Linked DNA regions of Macaca mulatta: region 1 is linked to region 2. The links are chromatin contacts, called in public Hi-C maps. All regions are on one chromosome and are shown on one strand. The core of a region is the stretch at or near the end of the contact, and the rest is flanking DNA. Distances in the headings are between cores, read along the strand shown. Region 1 holds the start of GABRQ (gamma-aminobutyric acid type A receptor subunit theta). Region 2 has its middle 16 kb from the start of CNGA2.

Evidence for each region. A called contact is a pair of places that touch in the nucleus more often than the background predicts.
Region 1: a contact with region 2 is called in a Hi-C map of fetal cortex germinal zone, with 4 times the contacts expected there. The contact joins the promoter of GABRQ here to the enhancer-like site in region 2. A contact is called at or near these places in 4 of 14 Hi-C or Micro-C datasets (blood, fetal cortex germinal zone, fetal cortical plate and 1 more).

Annotation. Positions count from the first base shown.
Region 1 is chrX:158,887,515-158,894,317 of T2T-MMU8v2.0, forward strand. GABRQ (gamma-aminobutyric acid type A receptor subunit theta) reads left to right here and starts at 4,117. Exons shown (of 9, transcript XM_001093973.4): 1 at 4,117-4,569; 2 at 6,593-6,681. The coding sequence starts at 4,421.
Region 2 is chrX:157,988,380-157,994,670 of T2T-MMU8v2.0, forward strand. No RefSeq gene overlaps it. Among named protein-coding and RNA genes, the nearest start is that of CNGA2, 16 kb to the left of the region's middle. Within about 2 kb of position 2,287, at least 2 of the 40 cell types and tissues checked have an H3K27ac peak or open chromatin away from gene starts, as enhancers often do. A contact at or near this core is called in fetal cortex germinal zone, where this site is marked.

The sequences.
Region 1 (6,803 bases), core at 2,867-5,366, 900 kb after region 2:
CTTTTCTACAAAGATTCACTTTTATTCTGATTTCTCTTAAGAAGCCATATATAAGCACATTTCTCCAGCCTTAGACCTCAGCAGCAACTAGCATTTTACACCCATGGAAAATATTTGCCTCTTTGATGGCCCATGAGATGATGGACACACACTGATAGAACAATGGCCTTCCAAACATGACAACTAGGGAGGGCTCGTGGGTGTCAGGTTATTCTAACAAGTGCCTTTTTCAACTTGGAAAAAAATGAGTAAAAGCATTCTAAAGTCCAGGGTCTAACTTCCATCCCCTAGTCTCAGTCTCTCCTGTTCTTGCTCTAGGTCATGAACTCATTATTTTTAATTGGACCAGTAGTATAGCCTTCTTTGTTTCCGGCTTTCTTTATGGCTTTCTGGCTTTCTTTTCACTATGACGTGTCTAGGAGTAGATTTCTTTTTATTTATCTTGCCTATGATTTATTGGGCTTTTTGAATTTGTGAATTCAAATTTACAGCCATCATCTTCAATTGGGACTTCAATTAAATATATGGCAGACCTTCTCACTCTATTAATTGAGTCTCTCATCCTCCCTTTTTTATTTTTCCAAATAATTGGTTTCTCCAGACAGAACTCTGGGCAATTTCTTATGACCTATCTTCCAATTCAATAATTCTCTTTTTAGTTGTGTTTAGCCTTCTCTTAAACCTATTCATTAAATTCTCAAGTTTCATTGTTATAGTTTTTAGTATAACTAAACTAGTTATAGTTTCGTTTTTTGCCTTGATTTTTTTCAAAATAGCTCTATTAGTCTTTATGATTTTCTGTTCCTTACAGATATTTTCAAACTTAATTTTAATTTTTTGGAATAAAGTGAACCATAGTTATTGTAGTCTTTGTCACGTAATTCTGATACCTGAAGTCTTTGAGAGTTTGTTTTTGTTGTTTATTCTTTTCTACTGGCTGTCATGGTCTATGTTTTTCCTTTTATGCCAAGTTATCTTTGACTATATGCTGGCATATTTTTGAAAAATTATTGTACAAATGATTCTAAGCCCAAAATGATAATACCTTCCAGTAGAGAGTCTTTTCATTTGCTGGGAGTATTTTCAAATGCCTGAGGATACTACTTGTCCAAGGCCATTTTAACCCAAGATCATGGCTTTAGGTTCCTTGGACTGCCCACATGATGAGTATCTAGGTTTACAAGACCACACAAGGGCTGGTTACTTATGGGTCGCCATTAACCCAAAGGGGTAGCCACTCAAGGTTTCAGCTGAGAATGACAAGAATGCTAATCAAATCCCCTACTTCCTTGGACCTTGAGCTTTCACTTTTTTCCTTATGATGCCACCAAAACTGCAGCTCAATTTCATAACTCTCTTCCAGATTCAGTAGAAGCCATCAGGACAAAAGAGGATTCTAGTGCTGGGCTTTCCTCCCTGGGTTCTTGTCTTCTTCTGGATTTTAGCCTCAGTATCTCTCAGTTCTTTATAACAATTATTTCTTTCTACATTCAGCCAGTTTGTTTCATTGTCCTCACTGGAACAGTTAGTTCAAGCTACCTAGCTGGCTATTATCAGAAGGATATGTGCGCTCTTCTTGCCCCCAGTCCCTCTTCCTCCCAGTGTTTCCTTCAGTGCCAAGGTGCCACTCTGATTGTGTCATTCCCTTGCACAAATCCTTCAAAAGATTACTGTTGACTCTAAAATAAAATACAATTTTTTATTTTGGAAAATTAGGACTCAGATACTTTCTCTTGCCTCATTCATTACACAAGAATTTATTGTGCACTGAGTGTGTGTTGCTTACAAAGTCAAGTTCTACCTAATTTCTCACCTCTTACCTATTTCACCTGTTTTCTTACCTCCAAACTTACTCTACCCTCCAGCCAAACTGGAATATACACTGTCGTGGGCAGAGCTGGGTCAGAACACAGATGGGCTAACTTCCAGATGAGTATTCTTTGCCCTACACCATTATCCTATATTCAGGCTTAAGCTTATTCAATCTAGATCTTTATGGATATTATAATAAATTAACCAGACAAACGCTTAATAAGTACAAATTATAATGGCATTTTTGTATTTCTTGTTGCATTTTGCCTATCCTTTTCTTGTGAGTCAGAAATTTCAATGAAGCATTACCTCTAGGGAGACCCGAAGTAGGGGAGGGCCTTCTGGGATGTAAGTTCTGGAAGAGAATTCATCGTTGCCATCAACTTTTTGTCGATCTCCATAGTCACAAGGGTATCTAAGAACAAAATTTCAGGCTTCAGGCTTCAGGCTTGTTTCCTCTGACAAGTGAGGGACCAAACCAATTGCCTGTGGAATTTGATTCCTCAGTGCTGGGAACATCCCACATTCAAACAAATCTACTCCCACCTGCTGGTGGTTGCTTGAACTTCCAGTCAAAGCTGACTTAGACTGAAAATGCACTCTTCTCGAAGTAAGCAAACCTGGAAATACGGATTCTAGTTTTGGCCTCCGCTACTGTGTGACATTGGGCCAATCCCTTTTTCTTCTTTGGGCTTCAGTTTCCCTACATTACAACCAAGGTGGTTGTACAAAATGCCCCGGAATGGCCCTAACATTTTTGGCAAACAAGGATTTTCTCTACAACGACATCTGTGTGACCAGAGGTCATGGGGCAGGACTGATAGCAGTAGGGGTGGGTTTAATCTGCTCTTATATGTGATCCTGACAAATGGGTCCCACCATCCTTTTTCTTACTGCAATGGACAGGGAAAGAGGGGAGATGGGAAAGAAAGGTGAAGGCAGGAAACTATGAGCGACATTTTTAATAAAAGTACGGTTCTAAAATGATTTTAAATGGGGAGTGGTAAAAGAGTTAAACGCTCAGCTGTGCAAAATCGCTTGGCCTACCAGGTTAAGTCATGCTTTGCTGGGCACAAGCAATCTCAACTCATTTCATCAAATACTGAGGGGGAAAAAACGGGGAGATGTTTTGTTTCTCAGTGAATGTTCAGTTAACCAAAAGTAAACCTGAAATCCATTTTGATTGCAACTCTTCTCAATGGTATGATGTGGGAGGTGGCATGCTGGTGAACATGGCAGCTCTATTTGTTGATTACCCATTTGACCTATGGGCTCTGGTGAGGTCACTTTCTAAGCTTTCTGAACTTGCTTTGTCATGGGATAGGAAGGACATAGGAAATTGGGTGGAGGCATTTCTTATCCTCCACGATTTTTCTGTCCCAGAGGGGCAGTGTCTGAGGTAGTGGAAAGAATAAGAGCCCTCTAGTCAAGATGCCAGGCTTTTCCATATGATGGAGTCAGAACGCAGGAACATGAGCATACCCTGGTCTCCAGTGCCTAACTCCCTTGAACACCCCCAAACACTGACCTTGGCCTTCTTTTCCCCTTCTCGTGTCAGCCCTGAACTATCATTCTGCATCCCCTAGCTGATGAGACACGACCACATCTCAGAGAGACCCCAGTTGGTGAGCCCTTCCAGTTCCCTGAGTCGTTTTCCTGAGTACCCAAAGTTGGGGTGAAGAGCACTCGAGGAAATTTAAGTCTTAAGCAACTCTTGGGCTCCTGTAGCCCAATGTCCGTTCTGATGGAGGAGCATTCCTATGTGGCCGGAGCCCTGTAACAAAACCCATTAGGATCCCCCTTGACCTCACTCAGAAGCAAGGCACGCGGGGTTACTGGAGGCTCAAGGGTACTGAGTGACCAGTCGTTGGGTACTTCCTGATCCCCCAAATTGTCCAAGTCTTTCAGAATGCAGATTCAGCCATGGCAGTCAAATTACCATACTCCCTTCACCATAAAATACAACTCTCGCGCACAGGCTCTTTCTTCCAAGAAAAACACACATTTCACATTTTGCAGAGAAGAGAGAGGACCCAGTGCCCCTTGAGGCGGATTCCCCGCCCAACCCCCCGAGGAGCCAGCCCTCCTCCCCCTCCCCCAGCCCGGCCCCGCCCTGTCTGTGTCTGGAGATGGCCGGGGAAAGACTGCAGAAGCCTGAAGGGGCGGGGGCCGGGAGGCGCGCAAGCTGCGGGCGGAGGCAGGAGCGCGCGCCTTTTTGTGCGGCTCCTAGCACCTGTCCGATTGGCTGGGTCTGCGCCGCCGTCGGAGTGGGCGGAGCCAGCAGCGAGCTGGGATCTGTGCCCAGTCGCAGCCAGGAGTGGCAGCAGACGGAGCGCACCTCGCAGCTGCCGGGCGCGCCCTGGGGGGAGCTGCGTCCGGCAGAGCTGCTGGGTGGTTGCTTTTCCCGGGCTCTCACCTCCGGTATCCGGGCCTACCCCCGCAACCCCTACTTCCCTTGCCCTCGCTGCTCTCTCCTTAGAGGCGACTCTGGGGAAGGGCCAGCAATCCCGCCTTCCCCGGCCCCAGTAGTGATCCACTCCCCACCCCACCTCTGTCGCTTTTCGAGGCCCCATCTCCCGCGCCTTTAGGCGCCCAGAACGCCCCAGCCATGGGCATCCGAGGCATGCTGCGAGCCGCAGTGATCCTGCTGCTCATCAGGACCTGGCTCGCGGAGGGCAACTACCCCAGTCCCATCCCGAAATTCCACTTCGAGTTCTCCTCCGCTGTGCCCGAAGTCGTCCTGAACCTCTTCAACTGGTAAGCGGGCACCGCCAGGCTAGGCATGGCGGGGACGGGAATGGAGACGGGCAGATAACCTCTGGCCTCTTGGACGGAGCGGGCTGGAGGGGACTTGGACCCGGGCTCGCTGAGCCCTGGCGCCCGGGCCCCTGCCTATTGGCCCCTAGAAGGGGTGAGGTGGGAGTGGGGTGTTGAAATGGAGCCCTGTGCTTCCGCCCACCTGTTACTGCGGAGCTTGACTGAGCCCTGCGTGTGCCCAAACCGCAGCCCGAGGGGTGGGGGCGGGAGTTGCCCTCGTCCCAGGATCTGCCCATCCATCCCCAAGGATTTAAGGTTCCCGGCAGCTTTCCCCAGCTTTGGCACCTGTGGGATTGGGGAGGAGGGCACAGGATGATGGGCAATTCACAAAACATAGACAGGAGAGACACCTGTTTGAGTCTACATTTTAGTACATTCCCTGAGGCGCCCGCGCGTGCATGCATGTGTTGAGGGGGTGAAGGACTCTTTCCAATGCGGCAGATAGAAATGATTAACTCAAACCCATCGGAGCCCAGACAGTGCGATCGTGTCTGAATAACCACGAATCGTGTGGTCTGGGATGGGTATGCTTTTGTACTTAGTCGTGTGAAAATATTTGAAGATTCCGGTTTTTTTCTCATTTTGATTTCAAGTTTGTTTGGATGTGCGAATATCTGAAGCCTTTACATGTAAATCACACAGAAATGTGTATTTGGGGTGGCCACAGATCCTGAGCTTTGGCACATGGGTAATGTGTGCTTGGAAACAGGTGGGAATGCATTGCTTTAATTTGGGAATAATTCATGTACACATTTTGGAATGTTGCAAAATGAAATTTTTGATTAAAGATGATTAGGAGTAATTTTTAACAATGTTTAAATGGCAAGCCAGAAATTAACATGTACTCATAAAAGGCGGGGGGGGGGTGGTGTTAGTTTGGCAAGGTTCCAGCAAACAGCCCTGCAGTGCCCTCAACCCAACATACCATACTGCGCCAGTGAACATGCACACATGCGCGCGCGCACGCGCGCACACACACACACACACACACACACACACACACACATTTGCAGGGGCTGACGTTCCCTGGGCAATGCGTCAAAGATTCGAAGAGTCACAGTGATGCCGGGGCCTGTTCTGATTCACAAGCCCTGTTGGGGAAGGAGCCCTGTTGAAGGTCTAGGTGAATAGGGTGAGCATGTCAGAGATCTCTGGAAAGGTCAGCTCTCCGCAGAGCTGGGGTGGGTCCACTTACCTATGCTCACCCAAGACACCTCCAGGGTGGAAGCACATGCTTAGCAAGAGAGATACCTGCTCCCAGAATAGATGTCTTTCCGAGGAGAGCTCTGAGCCCCAAGAATCTGAAATGGTTTGGTTGGATGAGGGTCATAAATCTCAGCTACACCAGCAAGGCTCTCTCTGTGTGTCTTATGCCATATGCCAAGTCTGGAAAACAGAGGTGTATAGAAACAAGGTTGACATAAAAGTGACTAAAAAATGCCCAGCCCTAGCCCAGGTAAGGGAAAATGTGACTTTGAGCTCATCTTACGAGGGCACTGAGAGTGAAAGATGACTTTTCCTGGGGCAAGCAGGTGCCCCTGGAGGGAGGACCCCCACCAACCTAGAAAACAGCGCCCAGGCTGATTGCAAGATGGGGCTCTTGAGGGGGCTGAGGTAATGCATTTTTCTGAGGGCTTTCATCTGCCCACTCTTCTTCGTCTCCCCTTCTCCTACCACCTCCTCTCTTCAACCCCCACAAGTCCTGCCTGGTAACAGGGATCCAGTCTCTGAGCCCCACCCTCTGGATTAAAGCTGGGAAGATAGGGGGGAAGAGGAGTCTGCGTCACCACTGCGCTTCTGGCTGACTCACCATGGGGAGGGAGGGGAGCAGGGAGAGAGAGTGTGTACACATATGACTGGACATGTCTGCGTATGTGCTGGAGAAGAGAAGGCCCTAGCAAGGCAACCACTGGCAAGTCGGCCCCAAATCGACCAGCATTTACTTATGACTTCTCTGTTTCAGCAAAAATTGTGCAAATGAAGCTGTGGTTCAAAAGATTTTGGACAGGGTGCTGTCGAGATACGATGTCCGCCTGAGACCGAATTTTGGAGGTAAGCCATATCCAGACACAAGAGAACTTGGGTTAGGTGTCCTAAAGCAGAGACACAGCAAGCCAGCCCTGCCCTGTAAGCTGACCAGTGGTACCCGGTGGGCTCTACACCTGTGCCTCTCC
Region 2 (6,291 bases), core at 1,037-3,536:
CTAAGATAGACCTTTGTGCTGGCCCCCACTGCATCTGCAGCACCTAGAGCAGCTACTGGTACCTCAGTGTTCTGTACACGCCCAATACTGGGAACTTCTTAGGGGCTGGCTTCCTCCTTTGTCTCTAATGGACTAAACCCCGTATCCTCAGCTGCTTCTCTCTGCCCATCCTCATAGCCCTACAGGTTTTACTCACACAAAACTCCTTGGTATTCCATAACCCAACTGGAGCTGTCCCACGAGGAACTCGGCTTACACCTACTTCTATCCCTACATCTGTCTGCAACATTCCCCTAATCCTTCAAAGTCACCTCTAATGTCACCTCCCTCCCAAAGCCTTCTTTGATCCCCTACAAACAAGTGTGACTCCAGCTATCATCTGTATTTGTGGCTTTCCCCCTCCCTTGCTCCCGGAGGATGGGGCTGTGTGAGATTCATACTGCCCTCCTATAGCCAAAGCTACTTGCAGGAGGGTATGTGTGTGGAGGAGGAGAGTGGGTGTGGACTTGGTTCCCAGAGGGCTCTGCTAAGGTAGAGCTTCCCAGTTGAACAGGGAGCTGAGGTAGGCAGGCATGGGGTACCAGCTGGCCCCAGCAGGAGGAGTACTGTGCTATACTGGCTATGGGTTCAGTGGCAGGTCACCTTCCCCCTGGCAGGGACTGAGCTGCCAAGAACTAAGTGATTTTGCTTCTCTCCGAGGCAGACATTTCCCTGGAAGGACAATCTAGCCCTGATTCAGGGCCTGACACCAAGCCAGCTACAGTTAGCCTGACGGGGAGGGTGATGAAGATGCTTTTCTAGATAAAATGTTTGCTAAGCCCAGGTCAAAAAGGGACTCAATGCTGTGGCTCAGACCAAGGCCATGCTTAGGGAGGGCCCGTAGGAACACTGGCCTAGGAGCCCTGTAACCTAAGCTTGGTCCTGTTCCACTCCCATTTTCTGGGGACTTGGACAATTCTATTCCTGGAAATCTGGAACATAGCACAGTAGGGTAGATGGGGGGAAGAGGACAGTATGCAATAGAGCCTCTTTCCTTGGCTCCCCTAGGCTTGAGGAAGACCCTGCTCTTTCCCAGTGCTGCCAGCCTAACTGCATATTCACATGCCTCAAACTGGGCAGTGCTAAGGGGGCCTCAGCAAGCTGCTGTCTTGTCTTCTATGGACAGATTTGTCCCTGGAACCTGATATTTGCCCAGGGTCTTGAAAGATGTAGAAGAGCTGGATGGGCAAGCAGGATGAGATGTGAGGTCCCACAAGCCAAATGAGCAAGAGTGTTGAAGAGCAAGACCAATGGCCCCAGTCTGTGGCCAGGAGGGGGTTCAGTGGAGCATGAACCTAACTCTCTCCTGGGCTCTACAGATCCTGGAGTTAACGTGATCTCAGTGGTTGAACTGAAAAAATTTCTTTCCCTTTTGGGCTCAGTTTCCCACTTATTTTAAGAAAGGAAGTTTGCAGGCCCTTTGCAGCCCTCCTGGGGACAGTCAGAGGATAGATTTGTCTTACCTCAGCTCCTACCCTTGTATCACTCAAGTTTGTCTAAGTTCAAACTTCCAGTCAGGCCTTTGGAGTTGCCAGTTTCTATGGATCAATGTTTTTAATTAGATGGGTTTTCTTGTTTCTCCTTTATTGAATCGGGTAAGCAAATTAAATTGAGCAATTTGTTGTTAGGTCATTTAAATACCAATTGGGTTTCATAGCCTGGGTTTGTGCCATATCCAAGTCCCTCCAACTTCTTCCCGAAGTGGTGGAATCAGAGACCAGCTGGAGGAGTAGGCATACCTGGGAACCATAGGTGTGGCTCTCTGGCTCTTAAGGGTCTGAGTCCCTGCGGCATAGACCCACTCTCTTTGTTGGTCTAGAATGGCAAGGTGGATGGTCACAGGGGCTCGGAACTCAAGCTGGATGGGAACAGTACTGAGATAATAATCAGGAGTTCCTAGGGTTGCCTGTGGACAAGGCACTTCCTTGAACCTGTAGCCTCTGTTTTGTTATCTATATACTTGGTAAGGTCTCTGGAGACCCTTCTGTTCTGGCATTCTGTTGCACTCTGACTCTGGGAAGGTGGAATCTATTCCACCAAGATATAACTTGTTTGTCTGGTGCTGGAGGGGACACAGCTTTTGGGATCCGAGTCTTGGAAGGCTGACCCAAGTGGGCTGGGCAAGAGGCCTGGGTTGGGCAGCAGCCTGGGCCAGGTCTGGGCAGCACCCAGCTGACCAAGCTAAGGCTGCCTCAGGCTCCAGACAGCTCGCCCTGCTGCTGTTCCACCTCCGGCCATAAAGAATGGTGGGGACGCTCTTGCACCGCGATTTGAGCGCGCAGCTGGGCTTGCCAAGCCCTTTCTCAATCTCCCCGTAGCGGGAGTTTTTTTGCACGACCTGTACTCTAGGAGTGGGAGCGCCCCAAGATCCTCCGGTGAAAGAATTTGAGCAGGGCAGCTGCAGGCACAGGGCATGGCAGGAGGAAGCTCTTCAGCGCCTGCCCCAGATCTCCTCATCTCCACATCTCCCTTGGAGCCTTTGCCCTCACCCTTTCTTCTCAATGGCCACATTTGCCAGTGACACAGTGCCACCCTGCAGGGTTTTTGTTGGCAACCCATTCCATTTCTTGCCCAAAGAAAGGGAGGAGGGGTGCAGCTGTAGGCCATTCACCTCTGGGACCTGTTCTGAGAGAGGGTAAGGTTGGGACTGCTAGGCCATCTTCCTAGCTCCTGGAGACACAAGAGTGATGAGGCAGGTCTGTAGACAGGCTGCCCAAACCTGTTGAATTCAAGGAGGTAGTGACAAGATGTGACAGGCGAACAGGGACAATGGCCAGAGGGCTCCAGCAGGGGCTGGGGACAGGTATTCAGGGCATCGGGCTTGGTAAATAACATTAACAAGGCAGCAACCTGAGCAGGCAAATTGGGAATGCAGACAGAGCTCCGTGACTGTGCTGGCTGTCTGCCTGTGAGTCACCTCTGTGGATCGATTTAATTGCTGAGCACTTGGATATGCAATGTGCTTAGAGAGGCTGAGTTGGAGTCCCCGCCTCAAAACCAGTGCAACAATTCGGATGTACCACCAGTGGCCCAAGAGTATTGCCTCCTCAGGCCAGGCCCCGAAGCCTTAGCTCATGTCTCTCCCCCTTTCTGTCTCTTTTGTAAGCACTGGGTCCCTCAGGTTTCAAGGTGAAACAAACTTTTCTATAGCCACCCTGATTTGGGGGGTCTCTAGAGATCTCCCCAGCCCCACTCAATCAAATCACCTCTTGTTGCTTGATTACATTGTCTCTGTTCAGTGCCTGACCCAGAGTAGATGCCAACAAATATTTTTTGAAAGAATGAGAAAACCAGTGTATTTCTTGTTTTTTTCAGGTGCTTGGTGTTTTCTATTATGCCTATGAAATAAAAATACAGCCCTTTAGGAAACAATGTTGTGTCCAGCATGTCCATAGTATAGCAGTCATTTCAGAGAATAGACCAGTTTTGTGCAGATGTGGATTGAGGGGTAGGTGGGGGAGTAAAGAATCTGAGAAACAGGAACTCTGTCAGCAAACAGAGTCCCAGGAATGCATCTCATTTTACAGGCACGGTCTTGTTCTTCCTTTTCTGTTCTGACCATGTGGAACAGAAAACAGTTTTCCTTGGCTCAAAGACAAGGCAGGCGAGGCAGTGACTGTGTTCAAACGTGCCGAGAGCTAACTGTACCTGTTATGGAACAGTTTCAGGTACTGTGTACAGAAAGGAGTGGAGTGTGCAGTTCAAAATACTGGCTGCTATGGTCATGCCAGCCCAAAGTTGCTCCTGAACCTCAAAGTGATAGCACCCCCAGACTGAGCCACTGTGGGCCAGAAACCCAGGTTTCTGGTAGGTTGTTTACCCAATTGTAGAGATAACATCATAGCCAGATGGGGTAAGTCCTGATTGGTGATATTTGAGGATTTTGAGATGAAGCTAGCTAAAACTTGATTTTTCTATTTTCAAATCTTGTCATGTATTGAATCATTTTTGAATGGCATGAAAATCTTATTTATTAGTTAATATCTGTCCATTATTTTAAGAGTAGTTTTCATAACCAGTGACCATCACTAGATCCAGGAAGTACTTTGAATTAGTGGCCCTACAAAGCCACAGCTTAGAGTTGGAAGCAGCTTTTCTCTACTACTCAAAGGGGTGGTGACTGTACTGAGTGGCCAGCTGTGAGATTACTGCCCTACACACTCTTGGGTTCTACCTGGCTTCCACTCTGGGGATTCAACCTAGACCTGGGGCTTGGCCCAGACCTCCGCCTCCCCCATTGTGGGATTGAGGGGTGTGGAGGTGAGGTAAGGCTGCAGCCTGCTCTGAATGGAGAAAAGAATAAGAAAGGAATGAGGGAGGGAGAAAAAGAAGGCAAGAAGAAAGGAAAGAGGAAAGATGAAAGGAAGGGAGGAAATGAGGGAGGAAGAGAAGAAGAAGAGAGGGGGGGAGACATCTGGGACCCTATCCTGGCAACTCATGGCGGCAGAGTGATGACAGGTAGAAAAGCTTAGCTGACTCTCATGCCAGGCAAACACACAGAGCTTGATGTTCAGCTTTGCTGGGTGGCAGGGCTCACTTGGAGGGAGCATGAAAGGGTCACTGGTGGAGTGGAAGGGGTCTTGGCAGATCATGAGCTGGCTCCCCTATGCCGGGGAAATGCCACAAGGACTCTTGAGAGACAAGCGGCAGGCCATTGTCATGTTCCTTTTGAAATGGGTCTTCCCAGGCTTGGATTTGGTCACCCCTCACAATGGGGTCACAGATGCCATCTGCAGTGGCATTCCTTGCCTTTACCTTTCTTTGCTCCCTTTCCAGCTCCTTTCTTTTTGTGCTTCTCTCTCCTCTCTTTGCTCTCCTGCTCCTCTTCCTTCTGCCCCTCCTCCTTCCTTGCTTCTTTCTCCCTCTGTGGCTCTCTCAGCTACTTTCCCTCCTCCTCGCCCTTTCTTCTGTTCCTCCTTTTGCCTCTGAGACCACTCTTCCCTCCTCTCCCCATTTTGCCTCCCCTTTTCTCCTCCCTGCTTAATCTTCCCCTCTAAAGCTCGCTTTTTCCTTCCCTCATGTCATTCTTTGTCCCCTCCCCAGGCACTTTTTTCTCTGCCCTCCCAAATCCTCCCATCCTCCTCTGCTCTGTCTTTCAGGATGGCTCAGCCATCTTTTCCTGCTGCCCCCCTCTCTCCTCCCCGTGGCTTTGTCTTTTCCAGCAGCCTAGTTCCTGCTTCTGCCTTGCCTCTCATCATCCCTCTTCCCTTCTCACAGTTCTTGCTCCAGCTGATCCTCCAAGCCCCTTCTCCTCCCTTTCCTTCTCAGTATCTCTCCTCCCTATGTCTCAGGCTTCTAGCCCACCCTTCTCCCTCCCAGCTCCCAGCATTCCAAGCAGCAGACTCCTGGGACCAGCCTCTGGATCTAGTGGTACATGGAGCGGGAGAAAGGAAGACAATAGAAGGATATGGCTTTGACAGACTTTGCACTGAGCTGAAGACATTGGACCCAGAAAAGCCACCAATCCTCCCCAGTCATATTCCCAGGCCCAGGGCAGCTCCTAGGGATGTTACACACAGATCATCATTTCTGCCATTGCACCAAAGCCTGCTAGAGGATGCTGGCAATGGCTTTCTGGGGACTAGCAGAATCTCAAGGGAGTGGAGATGGTGGTGGCTGCACAAACACTGTCTCAAGTGTCCCATTGTACAGCTGGGGACTCTGAGCCCTACATTCAGAAAGTCAAAGAACAGGGATCATAAGTCAAAGGTAAGAATAACAGAACGAGATTCTTTGCCTGTGGAGTCTGCACACATGTATCAGAGATGTGGGAACACATGTGTATTTGTGTGTTAAGTGACTTTCTTAGCATGGTTCACACCCATGTCCACACACCCCACACTCACTGCCACTCCTCAACCTTGTGGTACAAGTGGAAAGTGAATTTGTGCTATTTCTGAAAGACAAATTTAATATTCAGGGAAGTACAAGCTCCAGGAGATTTATGTTGGAGTCCTGAATGGGAGTGATATTGGGCAAGACTAGGCCACAGTGTCCCCATTTTCAACAGAGGACTGGACTAAATGGTCTCCAAGGGTCTTCTAGCTGTGGTGATTTTGGCTCACCACAGGCCCATTTTGCTCCAGACACTATACATATGTGGTTTCCTTTAAGCCTGGCATTAAGTCAACAAGCTAGATTTCTCCATTTGTACATGCAACAGCCAAGGCACAGGGAGCTTAACGAATGGGCCCTAGATTCCCAGTAAATAAGTGAAAGATCTGGGATTGGAACATGGGTCTGCTTGGCTTC